Linked DNA regions of Oryza sativa: region 1 is linked to region 2. The links are chromatin contacts, called in public HiCAR-type maps. All regions are on one chromosome and are shown on one strand. Each heading gives the region's core, a stretch centred on a gene start, on an enhancer-like site or on the middle of the called end of the contact. The rest is flanking DNA. Distances are from core to core; before and after follow the strand shown.

What was found. HiCAR-type assays count read pairs that join an accessible place to other places.
Region 1: a contact with region 2 is called in a HiCAR-type map of leaf, with 2.8 times the contacts expected there. The contact joins the enhancer-like site here to the promoter of LOC4347204 in region 2. A contact is called at or near these places in 11 of 15 Hi-C or Micro-C datasets (leaf, leaf mesophyll, panicle and 2 more) and 4 of 4 datasets of contacts at active chromatin or transcription factors (leaf and seedling).

The regions. Positions count from the first base shown.
Region 1 is chr9:21,069,729-21,073,763 of ASM3414082v1, forward strand. No RefSeq gene overlaps it. Among protein-coding and RNA genes, the nearest start is that of LOC4347205, 15 kb to the left of the region's middle. Within about 2 kb of position 1,538, at least 15 of the 15 cell types and tissues checked have open chromatin away from gene starts, as enhancers often do. A contact at or near this core is called in leaf, panicle and seedling, where this site is marked.
Region 2 is chr9:21,031,862-21,036,222 of ASM3414082v1, forward strand. LOC4347204 (formate--tetrahydrofolate ligase) reads left to right here and starts at 2,812. Exons shown (of 5, transcript XM_015756624.2): 1 at 2,812-3,556; 2 at 3,651-3,800. The coding sequence starts at 3,182. LOC107278616 reads left to right here and starts at 1,161. Exons shown (of 1, transcript XM_015755916.3): 1 at 1,161-1,928. The coding sequence starts at 1,461. The coding sequence ends at 1,721.

The DNA.
Region 1 (4,035 bases), core at 288-2,787, 37 kb after region 2:
AGGCGATCCCACGCTGCAGCGAAATAACGCCACTACTACTAAGGGCACCCGCAATGGTTATCTATAGGCTCTCTACAAGATATCCATGTCAGCATATTTTCCTACTTGGAAGAGATTAAATGAAGAGAGAGAGCAAAGCTATCTACTAATCTGGAGATAGTCTATAGAAAAAAACGAGGCAATTGATTAGAGAGCTATAGATACCCATGTAGACATACCATTGAAGTGGTTTACTATTAATTTAGTCTATTGCTGAGATGTACATGTTTTATAGATAGCACCTTACTTTACCATTGCGGGTGCTCTAACGGGTACTACGTCCTCTGCATTAGAGCAAGTTCAATAGTATAGCCAACTGCTGGATATAAATCATCTATAGTTAATCTAATAGTCCATTCATATAATAGTTATCTATAAAAAATATAGTACGACATTAATACCCGGTCCCACATCTCATACACACATAACGTCTTGGAGTCTTTGTTGTAGCCGGCTACAAATTTGTAGTCCGTTTTCTACTCTCTCTTCTCTTTTATTCTCGATATGTGGTTATAGCTAGCTTATAGCTTGGTATTGTACCTGCTCTTATGAGTATCCGGTACTTGCGCTTGCTGCTTGCAACGAAATTTATGTTTTCGTATAGTAACATTAGTACATAAACCAGGCACTTTAATTATATTCCCTTTGTCCCATAATATAAGGGATTTTGAGTTTTTCTTGTAATGTTTGACTACTCGTCTTATTCAAAAAATTTTAAAATTATTATTTATTTTATTTGTGACTTACTTTATTATCTACAGTATTTTAAGCATAACTTTTCGTTTTTTATATTTGTAAAAAGAATTTGAATAAGACGAGTGGTCAAATATTAGAAGAAAAAACTTAAAATCGCTTATATCGTGAGACGGAGGGAGTACATGTATTTGATTGGCACGCCCCCCTGTGGCGCGCATAATTCTCATCAATACCTCATCGAAAACTTCCATCACTCTACACGCATTGATGCATGCAATTGAATGGAGTGGTCTCAAAACCGGACACACACGCACTGGTGCTAAACCCCCCAACAACTTTGGAATTCGGATCCTCTGCATTAGAGGTACTAATGCAGAGGATGAACAGTGCTGCGCATTAAGATCACTGTGGACCGTCCGATCGAGAGTGAAAGGATCAGATTTTTCGCTACAGTAAATTCAGCACAGTACCAAACAGTACTCAACAGTGTTTTAGGTCCTGTAGCTACAGTAAAGAGACACTGTTCATGGCATTAATTCACTGTTCCTCTCACATAAACAGTACCCCTCTGCGGTACTGCAGACGATCCGGATCCACAACTTTGTGAGCATGTCGAACGACGATGCATGGACCCTCCACGGCTGGGCTTGCCACGCACACGCGACGCACCGGTGGGGGGAGTAGTAGTAGCAGCGGCAATTATTGAAGTCATGCAGCAATCGAGCCCTCATGCCCAGCGATTAGACACCGAGTCAGACTGAGACGGACACGACGTAGACTAGAGAGAGGAAGAGATCGGGAGGAGATCGAAATAACCAAGGGGCCCAACGCTACTGCTACGAGTGGTACTCCTAGCTAGGGAGCACAGGTGACGCATGAGGGGCACGGGCACCGAGACGCGTCGCCCCCACCCCAGCGCACGGTCTCCGGCTCTCCGCACCCGGCGGCTCGGCTCGTCGTGCCATCGATCGATCGCACGGGGTGATGCACTACGCACACCGGCAGAGAGGGGGGAAGAGGGGGGGGGGGGTGGGTTTCACATCGTCTGCCGTTTTGGCTGACGGCGTTTTGGCTGACGGCAAACATTGCCGTTGCCTTCATCCCTGCCACACATCCTTCTGTCAACAAAAGCATATAGAATCACTTATTTCTCTTTCCAAAAAATCAGCAAATAGAATCTCAGCGGCAAAGCGCGCGAGAACAAAAGCAGAGCAGAGGGACAGCTCCTGCTTTTTGGCGCCAAGAATATGGATCGACACCAAATGTCTATTCACCCAGGAACAGCAGAACCAGAACAACAAAATCTTTTATCAGATGGATGAGAGTTGTATTATGAAGAATTTCATCAGTAGCTTCATTTCGCTGCTAGTTTTTGGATGAAAAATACTCTATCTGGGATATAGTAGTAGTGCAGCAATGCTATTTTTGTCAAATGAATACTTAAATATTTTATAAGACATATACTATTGTTCAAGTATTTGAATAGCTTCTTAGTATAACAGAAGCTTGCTTAGCTGTAGTATTTTGCTCTGCTCTGCTCTGCTTCTGTCAGTCGATCCATTTTCTTGGCGTCAAAAAGCATGAGCTTTCCCTCAGCTCTACTTTTGTTCTCGCGCGATTTGCCCCTGAGATTCTATTTGCTGATTTTCTTTGAAAGAGAAATAAGTGATTCTGCTGATTAGTAGTCCCTAATTAATCATAAATGGTGGAACCACTGCATGCATCCGTTGATAAAAAGATATGTGGCAGGGATGAATGCAACGGTAATGTTTGCCGTCAGCCAAAACGGCAGACGATGTGAACCCGGGGGGGGGGGGGGGGGGGGCGCGGTCCCGTCGGGTTGCTTTGATTGGCAAGATCTTTTGGGCGCGATTCGCTCGCCGTTCCATCCATCGATCGGGGCACAGGGCTCGCCGTCGTCGACGACTCGTCGCCGTCCGGTTACCGAGGACAGGGTGACTGTGTACTGCTGCGGCTGCTGCCCTGCGGTGCGCCGCGCCTGCTGCTGCGTGCGGGGGGCATGCCAATCGCAAAAGCAAAAGCCGACGGTGGTGGGGACAAATGGGCATTCACCTCTCCAATCATGTGAAAGGCTACTGTACCAAACTGTATGCCCTCTTTTGCTTCGAAATGCTGAAGTACAGTAGGACACGCACTGATGTTCAAGTAGGGAAATCGAACATTTTTTAAAAAAAATTCTGTGATATTGCCCTTTTAGGTCCCTTTGATCTGTAGAAAAAAATGTAGGAATTTTGAAGGATTTTAATCCTATAGAAAAAAAATCCTATGAAGACCTTTGAAACAAAGGATTGAATCATATACAATCCTTTAAAATTCCTATGAAATGGGTAATCCTACACACATTTTGGAGGAAAGTTTGCAAGAGGTCTAACCTATTGGAACATTTCCTCTGAGTCTATCTCTCTCATCTGATTCCTGCGTTTTTCCTTTGGTCCAATCAAACGGCCATTCCTATGTTTTACTGTGTTTTGCAATCCTTTGTTTTACAATTGTATTCCTGTCAGAATCCTGTGTTTTTTCTATTTCTCTGTTTTTTCATTCCTACGATTCAAAGGGGCCCTTAACTTTTTTCTTCAGTAGGAATTTGTTGTTTCATCCATCGAGTTCTCCTTTGAAACCAAGGATTTGTGAATGAATTTACATGATTCCATTCCTATAGAAATTTTTTCTATTTGAGTTCTTTGAAACCAAGGATGGGAGATTTCCAAATCCATGTAAAAATTTCAGAGGAATAGCATAATGCATACATAATTTTTAAGAAAAGTTTGTCGTACCTTCAACTTCTTATTTTTGAGTCTATTTTTCTCATCCAATTTCTATAATTTAAAATGGTCATTCCAAATGGTTTATTCCTATGTTTTCTAATACTCCATTTTGCACATGCATTTCTACCACCATGTATTTTTTCTCTTCATATGTTTTACCATCCATGCATTTCAAATAGGGCCTGAACTACTAACTTGAAGCAGGGCATGCTGAGTATGATATGTTTAGGACTCCTTCGTTACAAATGAATTTTGGATGAATTTCAAAGGTTTATATTCGTAGGGAAAGGATTCCTAGCTATATAATCATTTGGAACAAAGGGACGCAAAATTACTTTGGAATTCCTTAAGTTCGTCTCAAATCATAGGTGTTTTGAAGGATTTTCAACATGAGTTTAACCTCCCGGAAAAAAAAAATGTTTGTCTATCTGTCTATACTAATTCTTGCGTTTTTTTTTTCGCTTTATCCAATAGTCATTAATTCATATAATTTTCCGTGTTTTTCATACTTAGG
Region 2 (4,361 bases), core at 1,562-4,061:
GTTGGGCCGTGCCTGGGCGTGGCACGTGGACTGGTACGGCATGGCCCGGTGCATCGGTCGGGCCGTGCCGGCCCGACAAGCCTCAGCCCAGGCATGGCCGGGCCTAGGCCGTGCCGTGCCGGGCAGCCCACATGGCCATCTATATCTACAGATATTGCACATATGTCCAAGCCAGCTCCCATATTGATTAGGAGGCAAACCAGGCTTTGCCATTGCGTTTCTACTGCCGATTGCTAATGAAGTTTGGATACAGTGGCAGGTCACTGAAAATCGCTATCAGTTGTCCGAGCTTGACAATACCTTTTCAATAGGATTTTAATGATGCTAGGATTTGACTATGGTTTCCATTTCTTTAGCATGTTGTCAACGTTTGGAGATAGTGGCTGGCCAATCGAAGAAAGTAGCAGGCCACTTAAAAGACTATTAATTATCTAGTCTCCACAACGCCTTTTTCAATAGGATTTTAGTGATGTCAAGATTTAATCGTGGTTTTCATCTCTTTGAGTATATATTGAGGGGGTACATTCATAGATATGTGAAAACAATTGTGCACTATATAAAGTTGCTTGGACAATTACAGACGATTTTGTAAACTACGATATTGTTGACTTTTTCTCTCAGAGTTTAACAAAAATATTTATTCACTTAGTTATAAGTAAAGTGAAAAGAGTAACATTAGATCTACTACACCAAAAGTACCCTTCAGCATGTCTTATACATTTGTTTATTTTTTATACGAACAGTCAAACAAATTTAAAAAATAAACATATATGCCAAAAAGGTACTTCCTCCGTCTCTAAATATTCGACGTAGTTAACTTTTTTAAATATGTTTGACCGTTCGTCTTATTCAAATTTCTCTTTAAATATGTAAAAATATATGTATACATAAAAATATATTTAACAATGAATCAAAGGATAGAAAAAGAATTAATAAAAAAATTAATAAAATGAACGATCAAACATGTTTAAAAAATCAACGGCGTCAAATATTACGGATGGAGTAGTATTTTTCCCCTGCATTCTAATCCCAGTGACAGGGAGGACCATTGACCCGCGAAACAACCACCACCGGCTCACGTAGCGAGTTCACCCGTGACGGCCGCGCCAAACTCGATATACTTTTTCACCGAACGCGTGACGACGACGCGCACCAATGCGAACTCGTGCGCACGTCGAACACTTCAACTCGCCATCGCCTTGGAAGCATCTCTGCACACTCTGAACGCTCGCCTCCGGCCTCCGGCCACGGTCAAACCCGGCGACCGTACGTCGTCGATCGACGTCTATATATATAAAGCTTCAATCCGATCCTCCCCCACACAAATCAATCACACAAGCATCAGCAGCAGCAGCAGCAGAAGAAGATCGAAGATTCGGTTGATAAGTTGATTGATCTGCTCTCGCACTTGTTGCGTACGTTTGTGTCACCGGAGCTCGAGAAGAAGAGTGTGTCCGGCAATGGAGGCGGCGGCGAGCTCGCACGAGGCGCTGGTGAAGATGTGGGTGTTCGTGCTGGTGCAGGCGCTGGTGTACCTCATCCTCGCGCAGTCGTCGGACGTCTTCTCCAGGGCCCAGAGCCTGCAGGGCGGCGGCGCCCCGCGGCGGCCGGCGCGCTCCGTCAGCGCCGTCCGCCGCATGCTCGCCGCGCTCTCCGACATGCCCGCCGGCGGGGAGCCGTCGCCCGTGGTGGCCGTCGTCGATGGCCGGAAGAAGGATTGAGAGAGGAGAGGTGCCAGTGTTTGAATTGATTTGTTGCGACAAGTACGCGGAGCTAAAATGGATGATATATTGCTCCTGTTGCTTGCTGGATGTTCACCATTCTTTGATCCGATTCATTTCGTTTGATTTGTATGCATGTCAATACTACATAGTGAATTTTGGTTGTTATTTTTGTTAATGGTACTGTAACATTTTACATTGGCTCAATTTGCTCAGTACCATCGAGAACGTTGGGAGATAAAAAAAAAGATTGCCGTATGTTGTTGATTCGTGAGGCTTAATTCTCAGATAGTACAATGATATTTCTGAAACTTCTATTTTGAATTTTATTAACAAATTTAAATAAATGGTTCTTTATGTTTCTTAGCCCTTATCGGTGGGATAGAAGTAGAACAGCCCATCGAACGTCAGATCAAACTGTTAGGCCTAACTTTTCAGTTGGGCTTCACCAAGGAAAAAATTCAGAGTAAACCAACGGGCCTCATTGTCCCAAGATCCAAATCGCCCGGATCAAACGGCATGAGTTGACCAACTCGTCTGGTAATGCATGCCATGGACCATGGCATCCCTAATCCAGGATTAGAAAAAGAAGGCGTCTCCCTATGCATGGAGCATGGTTGGCTAGCATTTCTTATCTGCCTCAATGCCCTCGTGAATGAACCCCTAAACCCTTCAAAACCCAGGGGAATTGACCTCCCCAAAACCTCAAAATCCAAGGGAATCACGCTTACAAACCAAGCAAAACGGACGTGGTTTGGACCACTCTCTACCAGATTGTTCGTCCCATTACTTGCTTTTTCTTGAGTGTGGTTGGGACATGAGATCCTCTTTTTGTCACAGCAAAATCCAGAGATGATGTGTCCTACAGCTCACTGATCATATCAACTCCAATGCAGTTACAGGCTTACAGCAATGTTCAACGAAGACAAGAAGAGAAAGGGAAAAAAGTTCCTTTTTTTTTTCTTTTCACCCACTGCATTACGTGCACGCCAGTAGAGTTTTTTCACATGCAATGTTCATGAACTGTTCCCAAAATCTCAAGCAAAATCACCTATAAAAAGAGCACACACTTGGCTCTTTCAAAAGCCCCAATCTTGTGCACGCATCACCGTTTGCAACCCAGCAACAACATCATCATCGCTCACATCCGCATCTCCACACAAAAAACCCTTATCTTCTCCTGTGGATTGCAGTCCATTTTCCATCCAACCAATCCAAGATAAGAGCAGCCAAAACCCCTGCCATCCTCCCAAAACCCAGATCCACAACTCCCGAAGAATTGGGGCTGCACAGGAAGGGTATAAAGCTCAGTACAGTGAGAAGTGTTTCTTGGTGTTGGCCCCAAATATCTTGCAGTGAAAAAGGTTAGGAATTTGAGGGTTCTTGGTAATCTTGAAGTGAAAAAGGTGGGATATTTGAGGGGTTTTGTGGCTGTATTATTTGGGGGAGGTGTTTGCGTCATGGATGTGTCTGTCCCACCAACCAATTATCCGAAATCTTTATCCTCGATTATCAAATGCCATCGTCGTCGTGCGGCAATAAACAATTGCCATTCAGTCGTCTCGCATCCGCCGCTCTCGCACTCGAACCACCACCACCGCTCGCTGCGTGTGAGATCCAGCGCCGCCGTCGCGCCGCCGCTGCCGCCGCCGCTGGTGGTGCCGATGACGACGCCGAAGCCGAGCCCGACGATCCGGAGGCTGGACGTGGCGTCGCCGGTGCCGGCGGACATCGACATCGCCAACGCCGTCTCGCCGCTCCCCATCGCCGACATCGCCGCGGAGCTCGGCCTGCGCCCCGAGCACTTCGATCTCTACGGCAAGTACAAGGCCAAGGTGCGTGCGCCGCTTCCAAAGATGCGGATTGGGTTGTCGCGCGATGCGATGCGATTTGTTGATGATTTTTTTTTTCGCTTGTTCTTTTTTGCAGGTGTTGCTGTCTGTTCTTGATGAGTTGAAAGGGCAGCAGGATGGGTACTACGTGGTGGTCGGCGGCATCACGCCGACGCCGCTCGGGGAGGGCAAGTCGACCACCACCGTTGGGCTGTGCCAGGCGCTGGGTGCGTTTCTTGATAAAAAGGTGAGAGGCTTTCCATGCCACTTTCGCTTGTTCTATAATCGACAGGGTATCTTGGTTACTTATTGGTTATAGATAAAGTTTGTGATTGGTGTTGAGGTAAACAATCAGTTTGCTTGGCACAATAGTATCAGCCTGTGAGCTTTGTTGATTAGATTTAAGTCTTTTTATGCTGTCGTAGTAGCACACTAGCACCTGTATATTGGATGCAGGCACTGTCCTTTTTAAATTCTGCAGTGGTCTAGTGGAATCAAGAATTCTGTCAGTTTGGTTTGATTTATTTGTCAAACTTATTAATATCAAATCTTCATTGGTGCATTGTCAGAACTCCATGGTAGAACTGAACTCTCTGTGTTTATTTATATTTGCCTGCAAGAGTCATGTTGATAAATTCTCTCTCACCAAGCAATTTTCAGGAAAAACAAAATCCTAATGTTTAAATACTTGATACAATGCTCTGTTCTGGGGGTCTGGGATGACTTTATTTGTTTCTTGTAACAGTCATGATAGACTGCATGGTTCTTTATATGTCTCTAACCATCATGAACGTAGTATAAGTGGCGA